Regions from separate parts of the Mus musculus genome. Here all the other regions are linked to region 1. The links are chromatin contacts, called in public HiCAR-type and promoter capture Hi-C maps. All regions are on one chromosome and are shown on one strand. The core of a region is the stretch at or near the end of the contact, and the rest is flanking DNA. Distances in the headings are between cores, read along the strand shown.

Region 1 (5,014 bases), core at 1,896-4,395:
GAAGCGCCTGTAAAAGGCATTAACAAGACTCATTTACCTTACCACGGCAAATTTGCCAGAGGCCCAAACATACCAGGTATGGAACATGCCCCTAAAGAGTGGTTTCTGATATTAATTTGTTAGAAAAAACAAACAAACAAACAAAAAACAACCAAAAAACAAGATGAGTGTTTTCTTTTAAATGGATTCACATCATTTAAAGTAAAATCTAAACGTGGCCTTAAAAAGCCCATGGGAAATTGTATGGGAAAACATAGAATTTAGAAACATTTCACTTAAAGTATCATTCAGAATGTTTGTCTCTAACCTTGAATGTCTGTCTCCTTGCACATTGCAATGGAGCTGCGGGGTCTCTTAGTGCAGAGCATCTAAAATGATATTTAAGAGGCACAAATGTAAAGATCTCTTCAGAGCTGCAAAACGCAGTTTGGGGAAGGTATGCTTTTAACCACCATGTCTCTGTGGTAAAAACTGAAATAAGATTTGGGGATAATTTTGTTTGTTTTTAGTCGACGATACCTTGATAGGTATGGGTAGCTTAAGAGGAAGGAAACCGTTCGTGATGTATCAAGACTGGTTTTGAGATGCTATCATTCACAGCGGGAATTGGAGATTCCGTTCCTGGGCACAACTTAAGAGGCACCAACTAGATGGAGAAGGTGGGTGGACTTCGAGCAAAGGGCACACAGAAGAGGGAACATACTGTGACTGCTGTTGTCAGACGTTCCCAAAGCTACACGCAGAAGAGCCTGGATGTTCTGTGCTCAGAAACCAATTGTAGCTCTAGGTTCAAATTTGTGGACAACTTAATATACTTTGTTTCATATTTTGTCAGGATAGCATATAGTACAAACATTGTTATTATCATTCCCTTTTAGGGTAGTCATACTGATAGAATTGGTGCTTGTCCAAGGTCACAGAGCTAGGAAATTATAGATCTAGTAGCTCCCCACTCTACTTATAATTTAAAACAGGTGATGTTTCTACCAATATCATTATCTACCATCTGAGTTCATAGAGACACACAGTTCAGTTCCACAGAGCCGGCAGCGGGACCTTAAAGAGAAAATGCTACTGTAGAGTGAGGAATGGCCCTTGAGGCTCAAGCAAGTGATAGATACGTGTTTTGCAAGGATATGACTCTCTCTCTCTCTCTCTCTCTCTCTCTCTCTCTCTCTCTCTCTCTCTCTCTCTCTCTCTCGTACATGTCTCATACACACACACACACACACACACACACACACGTACACACACAATTCTACAAATGCTTACATGGAACTCTGGCTGTGGGGCCTACTCAGCTGAAAAGATGGAGCTGAGTTCCCTCTGTCAGCTCCTGGGAGGCGCAACACCCTCATTTCTGTGAATCCATACTCCAGTGTTTTTCATTTGTTTTGTTAGTTCCTCTTGATTCTTATCAGGTGACTGAGTGACACTCCGAGGGACCCATGGGTAAGTAGAAAGTACACACAAAAGTCAGATGGTGTTGAAAATTACTGGAGAGGATCCTTAGGCATGCACTTGTGTTATTTGGATAAGCGAAGAATGTGAGCGGAGAAAACACGGGTTTTAACATGATAAGCAGAGAATCCCACGGGGCAGAGGGAGGAAAAATCACAGTAGGGTGTCAAGTTTGTTGTAGATCCTCCTCTTTGAAGACAGACACTTTTTGTTGGATAGATAACGACCTAATCTCAACAGTTAAAGAGAACTTTCCTTGTGTTGAGCACTGTACTATGCCCTGGGGAACCCAAAATGAGCAAGGTCAAATCTCTGTTCTTTTAAGGATCACACGGTCCAGGAAGAAAAGACCACCAAAGAAAGAAAGTAGTAAAGATAATCACAGGAACTCAAAGGTTCTATGAAAGTAGAGAGGACAGAGTGTCTAGTTTATGGTGTGTGGGATGAGGCTGGCCTGTGAGCCAGTACTAGGAAGAAGTCATGAGCTGTCTTTGGGGATGGTAGGAGTTCATCTGGCTATGCAAGGGATGGATTTCAAGTGGGAGGAGCTATGGAAGCATAGCCTCAGAGCCTGTGGAATCTGTGTGGTGTGTGGATGTGGCAGAAGATAGAACAGCAGGTGAAGAGGTTGTGGAGTCTACTGCGGATTCTAGTCTACATACACAACCTATGAGGGTTTTTAGATACAGAAGAGGCACGCTGGGCTTCGATTGGGGGCCGGGGGAGGGTTGGCAGTTACATGGAACTCAAGCAGAAGTGAATCTAGAAAGCCATGGCTCTCAAGAGTGGCTAACAGTAGGATTTCTTTGACCAAGTAGTAGCAATAGACACAGATTTGTCACCCAGAATTAACAGGAAGAAATTGCTCTTCTATTTTCAGCCAAGCAGCTTAAACAGAGAAAGTTGGGTGCTTATTTGGAATGGAGAGAGATTGTTAACGAAACTGGGTTATACTGGGGTGGCCTTGTGCATCCTATGGAAGACCAGGCATAGCGACCATGTGGCCATTGTGGTTTTGTGCGGATGACTCTTTTGAACTGAATTCAGGAAATGACCTAAAAGTGACTTGTGCAATAAAATAATAAAAGAGGATACTGAGGTAGTCATCGTCAGAAAGCCCCGTTTGTGAATTTTGGATCATCCAATAGAAAGATCCCCAGAGTCAAACAAAAGTCTGGAATCCCAACCAGCTTTTGCCCCTCCAGTTTCCAACCCTGTGTGCATGGTACCACAGGCATCCCAGCACACAGGGGTTTCTACACTAGGGGAGACCTTAGAGACTATGGAAGTGGGAGATGGGTGAAGCAGGAGAAAACAAATAAAAGAGTGTTAGGACCACTCCAGCCACACTTCCTGACCCCCGGCCCGGGTAGCTTCCACCACCCACGCGGTCAAGCTCTACGGGGTGGGGACCACAGGACGTCAATCCCAAGTGCCCCGCCCCCTTCCGCGCCGGGCGGGGTCTCCGCGCGGCCGCCACGGGCGCACGCGAGGTCGCGCGGACAGGGCCAGGCCGCGGGTGCCGGGAGGTGGCCGGGCCACCCGCGCCGCCGCCCCCCAGCCTGACGCACGGAGGGCCGGGCAGCGATTTGCCGCGGGCCCGCCGCCCGGGCCGCTCCGCCCCCGGCCCGCCTCCCTCCCGCCTCGCCCAGCTCTCCGCCCGCCGCGCCGGCGTCCCCGCGTCGTCCCCAACGCCCGCCAGCCCGGCCCGCGCCAGCCAGGTGAGTGCGGCCGCGCGGGGCGGGGGGCGCAGGCCGCGCGGGACAGGGACGCGCGTGGCGCGGGCGGGAGGGCGGCGGCGGTTCCCCCACCCTGCTACGCCGCCGGCTGGTCCGCGCCCGCCGCAGACAAAGCGCCCGAGGTGCGAGCCCCGCGGGCCCTCCCCGCTCCCGCCGCCTCGGCCTCGGCCCGCACCCGTTGCGCCCGCGCCCTGGCGGGGTCCCTGGGCCCCGAATCCAGCAACAGGTTTGAGTGTCAGCCTGGATTCATGGGGTTCCACTCCCTCCCCGCGTGCGAGCATCCCAGGCAAGCCCCCGCGCCCCCGCATCCCGGCCCGCTCCTTTGTGTGTGCCGGTAGCTGCCGGTGCGGGACGCGGGCTGCAGGGCCGGAGCTCCGGGGTTGCCGTAGGGCTCGGCTTCTCCGGGGCCTGCGGGCGGGTCACAGCCCTCCAGTCACAGAGGGCCACAAAGGGAGGCCGGAGATACTTGGCCAGGGTGCGGGGACCTGAGATATCTAGTGTCCCTTAGAAAGAAGGACAGTCTCAGTATGCCCGGCTCTGGAGGGGATGGTGGGATTCACCCTGTCTGTGGCTGGGCATACAGACACTGACGACCCCTTGACTCTCCAGGCTTTGACACCTTCTCACACATGGCCCTCACCCAGAGAAGTTGGGAATTCTGCTGTGGGAATAACTAGACAGCTGCTGTTTGACAGGTCCTAGCTGTCTTTAGGTTTTGTCTGTATCCAGCATAACCCACCATGCCTGCCAGCAGTTTGACAATCTCTCACATTAACATTGTCATTCAGGGTACCCACCCCCCATGTTGGAAAATCCCTGTGGTTTTCTTTGGTTGAATCAATTTTATTTTATTTTTTTTAGGGGGGTGGATTTACCCCTATCAAGGAAGAAATCACAATAAAGAACAGTTATCTTTGTTTACAAACCTTGGGACTTGTCACACCTAGCTGGTTTCATTGGTATGCTATTTTAGTATAACAATACTAAATAGAAGGAAAATATCTTCCCTTTGCTTTAGGCAATAAAATACTTTCTTTGTTCTAGAACCAGGAAGCCTTTATACATAATACTTTTTTGTGGACAGAACTTGGTGGCTGCCTTTACCCTGTAACAATGACGACAACAAAACTCCAAAGGAATTACTAAGCATTTGCACATCTCTATTGATTGTTTTTATATCCCCAATTCCAGGAAATCATTTTGCTAAATATGTATTCAGACATCCCAGATCAATTTAACCTTAAACATTGGCCCTACTCTATGCTTTTAAAGTTTACCTGCATTTTAACCACTGTGAATGAGCCTTGGTCCATGGAAGAGATTAGGATGCAGTGATGGAAGCAGATTGCAGAACATACAAGGACAGAAAGAAGGGTCTACCTGGGTTTCAGTTGATTGACAGGTGCCTAAAGGTATTATAAACAGGCACTCTCACTAATGTAGTGGAGAAAAAAATCCCATTTTGATGTATGTATATGTATACACATATGTATTCTATAAGAATTCCCTTAGAACAAACACAGTTAATTTTGTTTTTTTTTTTTTTTTTTAAGGAACAAGATAATAGCAGATTTGTACAGTTTCTTTGGAATAAGTTCACTTTATTAAAAACACCATTCATGTGTAGTCTTTTATTTCCAAAAGCTTTTTTTTTTTTTTTTTTTTAGCTTTGGAAAGCAAACACAGTAATATCTTGGGGGGTGGGGTAGGAGTAGGCCGTTTACTAGTGTGCTGGTTAGTTTTGTTAACCGGACTTACCTGGGAAGAGGGACTCTTATTTAAGGAATTGTCTCTATCAAATGGTCGTACTGTAT
Region 2 (4,331 bases), core at 1,345-3,844, 2.2 Mb before region 1:
GGCGGGGTGGCAGATTTAGGGCATTGCTCGAGGGCACTGAGTCATGAAAAGCGGCTTTTGTTGCCTGCGCGTGCAGCTCGCGTGCCGCCCGGCTGCCTAGGGAGGCTGGTGGGGCCAAAGTTGGGGGAGTGCGGTCACCGGTCAGGCAAGCGGAGATAACTGGGAAATAGCCACTGTCCCAGCAGACCCACCAGCGCATAAGAACAAGGCAGCCGGCCAGGGTCATGGGCCCCAGCGCCGGACTCCACCGAGCGCTCTGCATTCCAGCTGGGTGCAGTTCAGGTGCGGCCGCCCCCCGCCCCCCGTCCCGCAGTCTTGCGCCTTCCCGCAACACACACATACTTTCACAAAGCAAAAATACTTAACCCCCCATCCTTATTAGGCACCCACTGCTTCCCCGGAGCTCGGAGGACACTTGCTGGGAGCCTTGGTGTTTGTAACTCCGACTTGGAATCAAGGCCACATTAGAATGCAGCAAAGCATGAACATTCAGGAAAGAGAGATCTTACTTCAAGTTCCGGGAATATCCAGGTGTAGCTTTTCTTTTCAAAACTCCCTGGTCCGTTAGTCAGATCCCCTGAGCCATAACTTCCACCGCTCCCCAATAACTCTCCTGTAGCATCCCCTAAAATGGAGAGGTGAGAGCCAGAATCCGAGTTACATTTCACTGAATGAGGATATGCCAACTCTTCATAGAAGGGCTGTCCCAATAAAATCTGCCTCTACTGTGCTTAACCTTCAAGATTTTTCTGCGGATCCAGGTATTTAAACGCAACACCCAGAGTAAATGAAAAAAAACAAAAACAAAACAAAAAAACAACCCCCCCCCCCAAAAAAAAAGACAATGCTCCTTGCTTGCTCTGCTCTCAGCCAGTTGACAGAACAAAGAAAAAGAAAAACTCCAGGCAGTTTATCTCTAGAATCCCAGAATGATTGGTGCCATGTTTTAGGCCACCAAAGAACTCCCACAATGCCTTGCTTTTCTTTTTAGATTCGTTCCGGGTCTGGAAGGTTACTTTCAATATCTTGCAAATGCCCAGGATCTCCTTAGAACCCTCTCCCCCTCCCCTTTCCCAGATGTACCCCATTCCAGCCACTCAACCCTGACACTGTTTGCAAACTCAAGGGCAATTGCCTTTACATAAGCAATTCAAGTAGGATGCATTCATTGCAAAGGGGTTGAAGAGGGTAAGAACTTAATGAAGAGTTAGAAGAGGAACTGGAAAGAGAAAGGAGGCCAACCATTCCTCCTCCTCCTCTGTCACTTTTCTTGGGCTAGAAGGACGGAGGATCATCCATCTGAAAGATTCCTCCTTCAGATGGAGAAAATAAAGACTCCTTATTTAAGAATAGATAAGGCTATTCCACAATAGACTTTGCTTGACTCAAAACACAGAGTCCCCAGAAAGGGAAACAGCACATTGAATAGAGTTTTATTGCAGCTTCTCTTTGAGCTTCTTCTGACCAAGGCCCCAGAGATTGAGCACTAGGGGCTCAAGGAAGGCTGTGATTGAATTATGGTCTGTGTCAGAGATGAAATTCCCACCTCTGGTGCGGGGTTGTTTAATCTTAGCATTCCCTAGATGAGCTAGCTGAGGTCATTCATTACTCCAGGAGCATCTGAAAACCAACGGAGCCAAGGTCTGCTGGCAAAAACTAGCTTTAGACACAAAATTCTAGGGTTTAGAGTTGAAGACTCTTAGTGAAGTCTCTGGGGTAGGAGCAGGTGACCGTTAGGTTTACATTTGGAGTGTTCAAGTGTAGGGTATGGAAGCTGACTTGCAAAGGATTCTAGAAGATGCTCTAGTCAGGAAGGTTGAGTCAAGGCTGTGTTTCCAGATGAGGTCGTTTTTATATGAAATAAATGTTTGCCTAGAGAGGTGATGGAGATTAGAAGCCAGCCACCCTTTGGTGGCAATAAGCAAAGCCTCTGCTAAGAGGTAGAAGCTAAGAGATGGGCCTCTCCAGAGAGAACAAAGTCAAACTGCACCACCGGAGACCATTGTCAAGGGAAGGACCCTTCAGTGCACCTCAGTATCTGGGATTGTGAGTGGTTCACCTCTGTCTACCTCTCTGCGCTAAAGCAGTCTTCAGGCTAGGACATAGACTCAGTGATCTTTCTTTACCTTTCCAGCTCGCCTCCCGCAACCCCCCCCCCCCCCACATGTCCTCTGTCTTCTGCTGCCACAAAGGGTTAATCTCTCCTGCGGGTAAAAACAGGTCCGCGGAGTCTCTAACTGGCGACAGATGGGCCACTTTCTTCTGGCCACAAAGGGGCCGGAATGGAGCGCTCCGCGGCATACAAATAGGCAGGTCACGTGGTTCCCGGCTCTTGGCTGGACCGGGAAGACCATATGGCGCATGCCGGGGAGGAAGGAGCAGGGGCGGAGGTACTGTGGGGGTGAGGGGAGTGGTGGTGGAAGGGGGCGGGAGGAAAGTTCTGGGGAGGGGTGAATGAGGGCGGGAGTCGTTCAGTCTGGACGCGTGCGCGATTGCGGGGCGCAGGGACCTGCTCGTTGCTCAGCTCACGGCCCCGCCCGCGCTCAGCATCAGCAACTCGGCTATATAACCCTAGCGCCCGCGCCACCGGGACACGAGGAATTCGCCCACGCAGAAGGCAAGGTGTCCCGAGGCTCCAGGGTTATGAGATCGTCACTATTCAGAACCTTTTAACAACAGGTAATTATGATTCCTATTTTTTACTCTCCCGAGAATAAAAGCAATAATTGAAGAGCTGTACCTTGGTACTTTGCATGCGCACATTTGTGGAGTCGGTTGTCCCTATATTTGAGATCAGTGTCCCTCCTCGTAATTGCCCACAAGTACTCGCACGTAATGAGTCCCAGCACTCAAGTACCCCCTGCAGGCTTTCTAATTACATTTAATTTTTAATAGTATAGAAGCTTTTAGAATGTTTGGGGAGGGGAGTAACTGTAATTATTTGTAAGCGGTTATTTGAAAGTCCCCAAAGCAAACAACCACTTCCAGTTCTCACTTATTCAGGGGAGAAAAGGAGAGAAAGAGAAAAACAAAACAAAACAAAACAAACAAACAAAAACACCTGCTGCCCATAGTTTTATTTGGTGTACAGATATTTAGGCTCATCGTGCATATGAAACTATCTATTTCAGGAGAATGTAGTACTGGAAAACCGATTGGACTCTGAAATAGCTTAGCTGAAATGTAGGGAGAGGGGGAGAAAAGGAAGGAAATTTTCCTGCTACCTGTTACTGTCCCAGAGGCGGCCAAGTCCCCATGCTGGGGCCAGACATTCAGTTGTTTTACTAAAGGCTTTTTACAGTTCTTATGAGAAGCAGCACCTTCACCATTGCCAGTCGCTGACCATTGTAATTACTCCATCTTTTAAAGGGAGGTTTGAGGCGAACTTTGAAAAGCCCCAATAAAGAGCGGGCGGCCCTTTCAATGGGCTGTTTATTAGAGAGGAGCCTTTTGCACCTGATCCCCAGCGCGTGGGAGAGCCTCGCCTGGGAGCCAGAGCTTTTGTACAAGGTGGGAATTTAGCGGGGGCGTGGGGGGGGGGTGGTGAGGCAAAGAAAGAAAGGCAAGAGAGGGATGGAAGACTTGTGCCCACTTCTGTGGCCAAATGTGTTGTCGATAGGAAAATAATTTGATGGAAACTACCTTTCCTCCTCTGTGCATTGGCTCTCCCTTCCATATAATCTTCTTTAAAAATTGGGGTCAGTGCTAGGAAATTACGTAATGGCTTTTCAATTTATTTAAACCTCTAAGTAGTGCGAAGCCAGAGCAGAGATGAGTTCAGAGTATTCCATTTCCAAACTCATCGTTTTTGTGAGTTGGGAGTGACTTGGGACACAGTCAGAAAACCATGCACTCTGTACGCATTTCCACACAGGGCACCTGGCCAGATAATTGCCCTGCACACAGTTGAGCTGATCACTAGGAAAGGCACCCATAGCCACTCATGACAGGCCTAGTGGTACCTACTACGCAGCACCGAGGTACAGACACGCCAGCATGAAGCACTGCGTTTAACTTTTCCTGGAGGCATCCATTTTGCAGTGGACTCCTGTGTATTTCTATTTGTGTGCATTTCTGTAGGATTAGGGAGAGGGAGCTGAAGGCTTATCCAGCTTTTAAATATAGCGGGTGGATTTCCCCCCCTTTCTTCTTCTGCTTGCCTCTCTCCCTGTTCAATACAGGAAGTGGAAACATGACCAAATCATACAGCGAGAGCGGGCTGATGGGCGAGCCTCAGCCCCAAGGTCCCCCAAGCTGGACAGATGAGTGTCTCAGTTCTCAGGACGAGGAACACGAGGCAGACAAGAAAGAGGACGAGCTTGAAGCCATGA
Region 3 (4,552 bases), core at 1,891-4,390, 2.7 Mb after region 1:
CTGAGCCTATGTCTTTGTTCTACCCTAAAGTCAGATTCTTACTTCCTTGTCCGTGGCCAACATCAGGTACCTTCCTGTACTTACTTCTTTGTCATACCCTAAAGTCAGATTCCGTGCCTGGACTGACTTGTCATGGCTAATATCAGATTCCTGCCAAGTGGCACCCCCAAAGGCTCTCCACACTTCCACTTTTAATTTTATGTTCTAAATGTAAAGAACAGAACAAAATATCTGACTTAGATAAGGATGGCTTCATTTGAAAGAAAGGGCCCACTCTGCAGAAAAGGGCCGATTATAAAGTAACACGTTTTTGTCTACCTTAGACCTTTTGGTGCTTCAGACCCATAAATCCAAGTGTTTACACTTCCTTTTGAAGTCATAAAATCATCCTAAACTCTTTCTTCAAGTTAAAATCACCATTTCCCTCTAAGTCTGGCTCTTTTCCAGTGCTCCCTATCTCTCACTGATGGCATTAGCAGTGGGCCCACCAGGACTCTCCAGTGATTTTTCTCTTACCCGAAACCTTGATATGAGTCTGTCACCAAGGTCTCTCACTTTATAATTTGTTCCATTTGCCCTTCTTATTTTTATTTCCTCCCTCTGTCAATTAAACTATGCCTAACTTCACCCATCACTTGTGCATCCTAATTGGTCCAATGTTGGCCAAACTTGTGCTCCCACACCGTAGCTGGAATGATTTTGCTCTGATCTTATCAGACTCCTGTTTTCTCAAGAAAAGGATTAAGTTTTGTTTTTTAGAAAACAAGGCCAAACTGATCTTTTAGTGTGGTGCCCAGTTTCACATTGTATCGCTGTCTCCTTGTCCAGTCACAATGGCCTCCTTTTAGTCTCTTAGGCTTGCAATGCTTGCTTCAAACAAAAGGCCTTTACATAGGACACTCCTTGTGTTTCTTCACGATTGTGTTTCTTATCTTTTGGATCTAATTTGAGTGTGACCTCCTTAAGAAAGCTTACTCTAACACCTCTGGCTAGATTGACAAATTCCCCACCTGTAAGTTTTCATAACACCTAAGAAAATTGAATACCCTCTTCCTAAATTAGTCTTAAAATTCTATCAGCTTGAACAGTTTGTTTCCTCTCTCAAAGTAGTCTCTGGATTTCACTTCTTTAGATGCTGTCCTGTTACGGTTTAGGCTTAGTAGGGAGCCACTCTTGAGGACTTGTTAGAACAGCCGCTCCACTGGCTTTCCCATCATCCCTGGCTGCTGTGATGCCTTCTAACACTGTGAACATAGAACACTTTTTAACTTGTAGTTTTCTTCCCACTCCTGTTGGATGCTTTATTGTAGCTATGGTATGCTTCCTCAGTACTTAACGAAGGGCCTAGTCCATAAATACTCAAAATCATCCTGGAGTCTGCAGTTTAGCAGTATATCCCATGTTTAGTTCTGTTTGTCTTTCCTGCATTGTCCTGTGACACACTTCCTTTTCACTTTCTTCATTTCTTTCATGGTACTGCGGACTAAATCCTGGGCCTTGTATACACTAGATAAGCTTACTACCATCTAGCCATATCCTCGGTGGATATCCTCTCCATTTATAAGACAAATATAAATATAGTGCTGTCTTTAGCACTATACATATTTTTCTACTTTGTTTCCTCACTTGAAAAATACTTGGGAAGATTTGAGAGATGATTTAGACTTTATGTTTCCCTTTCAAACCTGGCTAGGCTAACATTTTTTCTCATGTGATTTCCCTAGAAACTTTTTTTTCAGGATTAGATCTTTTAGAATCTTTGCCTCTAGCTAGCTCTCTTCTCTCTGTCCTGTTTTATTTTTAAACTCCCTGATAGCTCAATGAAAAACCCTAGGACAAGTATTAGCAAGAGTCAAAAACAAAACAAAACACAACAACAACAACAAAAACAAACAAAACTTTCCTGTTCCCTTTAGGAAAGATCTGAGACAAGAGGCAGCACGAGTTTTATGTTCTTAGAAACTACCAAGGCTGGGAAATAAAATGGCTAATTTTCCAAATAAAAACTGGTGAAATGTCTGTTTACTTTCTTCCACATTGGTGAGGCGATACATGGCACACTAAAGTTTAGCTCTCTCCTATTCTTTTAAGTTTACAAAGCTGTAACTGAAGATCTTAGAATTTAGGGGATTATCTTACAAAGTAGATACTATGTCTATGCCTTCTTCTCTGCTGGTGTTGTCAGTGTAAACATAGCATATTATTATATCTATTGCACTTTGAAAATCAGAAACATTTTCTTCCTTAACTAAAGAAGAAAAACCCGTAAAAGTGATTGAACACAGAACATAAAAGCTTTTGTTGAAGTTTCCCTCCTAATTTTGCCTATGGAGCGCCCCCACCCCTCCCATTGAAGTTTTGTTATTGATACTTGCAGTTGACTGGAATACAGCCTTCTTTAGGTCGTTTTCAATTCTTAGGGAAATACAGCACTACTGTTTAAGGGGCCCCAGTTATTCAGAGGTTTTGGAGATTGTTAAGAGTGTAATTTTGGAAAGCTCAGCCTTTGTTGCTACCCCTTAGCTTGAAAAGACCATCCTTATCATTTCAAGTTCTTCTCATGCTGGTGAGATAAGCGCGTAGTCATGAAAGGACCCTTTTTGACGTCCAAGAGCAACAGAAACAAGCCTAAAGCCCTCATGGGGTATGGCCAGGAGGTGTTATGTATGATGTCTGTCTGTCTCTCTCCACTTGCTTGGCTGGGATGGCTTCTGAGCTATGCAATGTAAACTTTTTTGCTGCCTTCTGGATGACAGCTGATCTGGGATCTCAGGTACCCTCTCTTTTCCAGACACACAGGTCTCGACCTTCAACGTCCCTCCCCTTTGTCCTCCCCACTCTTCTCTCGCTCAGAAGGTCTGGGACAATCAGGATCAGTTTCTTTTCTTGGCGAGACTGGGGCGTGGGAGTTGTTCATGAGAAAAGGAGGCAGAACTAGTAAGAGTCAGTCGGAACCGCCCTACCCTGTGGTGCCCCGAGGACCGACAGCCTACACTAGCGCGGAGGATACTCAGCCTAAATCCTCCTGCCACACCCGCCGCTCTGAGGCACCAACGGCTGGGCCGGCCGGATCACGTGATGGGGGAGCGGCGCGCGCCGGCTGCAGCGCCCATTGGCTGGCGGCAGGAGCGCGGGGTTTGATGGGAAGGCATTGGCCGGGCCCAGCGCTCTATCTGTAGGTGCTGCTGCCTGCTCCAGAGGCTCTACGCGGTGGCGACCCAGGCTTCCCCGAGTGGACGCCCAGGCCGAGCGGCGCCCGCTTTTCTCAGGTAGGACTGTGAAGGGAGGGCCGCGTAGACGGAGGCGCTCCGGACAGCGGGAACCAGTCTCCGGGTTCCTCGGCGCGCCGGCCCGGGTGCCTCCGCCCCTGCCAAGTGGCCTAGAGCTTGGTGGCGGCTGGGGAACACGCCGCGGGGCTGCTGCCCTCCGTACACTGTTGCCGCCTTCTCTCGTGGATCGCCCTGAACAGCGGCCCGAGCGGCTCCGGAGCGCACGAGACCCGGCTCTGCCTCCCCTGAGGCCGGTGTTCTTTCCGGGTATGTTCTCAGGGATTCCGCGCAGTGGCTGTTTAGAGCCCGAGCCCTTGGGCCCCCCCTGTGTTAAGAAGTGTCAGAAGGTCCCAGAGAGCACATCCCTAGCTGAAATATCCACCCTGAGAGCCCCGATCACCTCCGCGTCCACCTGAGCTGGCACGACGGGAAGGTCTGAAAACTGTCAGTGTCATGCTGCTCCGTCCGCGTGTGGGCGTGGATTGTGAGCGACTTAGAGGAGCTGCTCCACAACCATTGTCCTTACTTATTGGAGGGACAGCGACCAGTCTGAGGGGTGGGGTAGGACGAAGGTGCGTGGTGACAGGAGCGACCCGGGAAAAGCAACTCCAAGGGGCATCAGTAGGTTTAATTCTTTGATGGTGTGTTTGCGGACGGAGAGTTCGGATTGGTGAATTTATTTCTGCGTGCAGTTTTAAGCAACACCTGCGACTCACTGAGTTTTCAGTGTTCTGTTCTTACTTTTTGGTTTCTGGTTTGTGGTGCTTAGAGCCTATTGTTTTCTGTCTCTGTGGCCTCAGTCTTAGCGTTGACAACATTGTCTAGAGGTGTGATGGATGTGAGTAAATTTAGTTACAGGCATATATATGTTCAAGCTGGCAGGCAGGGCTAATACCTAGTTCCCAAAGGTCTCCATAGTGCCTTCTTAGAAGAACAAAGTTGATTTCGAATACGAACCTTAAGCAAGAGTGGTTCATTTAAAAGTGAAGTTTTAAAAAGTTCCTTGACATCTATTGGGGTCACCATAGTAATGATGTTAATAAATGTTTATGGTGTTTATATGTTGGAAGAATGCTTGGATAGGTGACTCTAATAAAGGTATGAGTTCATATAGAAATCTCCCTGTCAGTCTTTTTTATTTTTAATTTTTATATTTATTTATTTTGTGGTGGTCATCTCATATTAAAAGTGCTTTTAGAAGTGTGCTTACCATTTTTTTTTTTTTTTTTTTTGGGCAATAAACCTGGTGTAAGATATTTCAGAGTTGCCTATTTGGACATTTG

The links. Promoter capture Hi-C pulls out the DNA fragments that hold promoters and counts their contacts. HiCAR-type assays count read pairs that join an accessible place to other places.
Region 2: a contact with region 1 is called in a HiCAR-type map of astrocytes, with 4 times the contacts expected there. The contact joins the promoter of Neurod1 here to the promoter of Sestd1 in region 1. A contact is called at or near these places in 1 of 39 promoter capture datasets (hippocampal neurons) and 1 of 115 datasets of contacts at active chromatin or transcription factors (astrocytes).
Region 3: a contact with region 1 is called in a promoter capture Hi-C map of liver, with 3 times the contacts expected there. The contact joins the promoter of Lnpk here to the promoter of Sestd1 in region 1.

Annotation. Positions count from the first base shown.
Region 1 is chr2:77,278,723-77,283,736 of GRCm38.p6, reverse strand. Sestd1 (SEC14 and spectrin domains 1) reads left to right here and starts at 3,145. Exons shown (of 18, transcript NM_175465.6): 1 at 3,145-3,182.
Region 2 is chr2:79,454,899-79,459,229 of GRCm38.p6, reverse strand. It overlaps Neurod1 (neurogenic differentiation 1), which reads left to right and starts at 2,594. Exons shown (of 2, transcript NM_010894.3): 1 at 2,594-2,679; 2 at 4,182-4,331. The coding sequence starts at 4,193.
Region 3 is chr2:74,577,536-74,582,087 of GRCm38.p6, reverse strand. Lnpk (lunapark, ER junction formation factor) reads left to right here and starts at 3,140. Exons shown (of 13, transcript NM_027133.3): 1 at 3,140-3,269. 4930445N08Rik (RIKEN cDNA 4930445N08 gene) reads right to left here and starts at 3,044. Exons shown (of 2, transcript NR_166470.1): 1 at 2,964-3,044.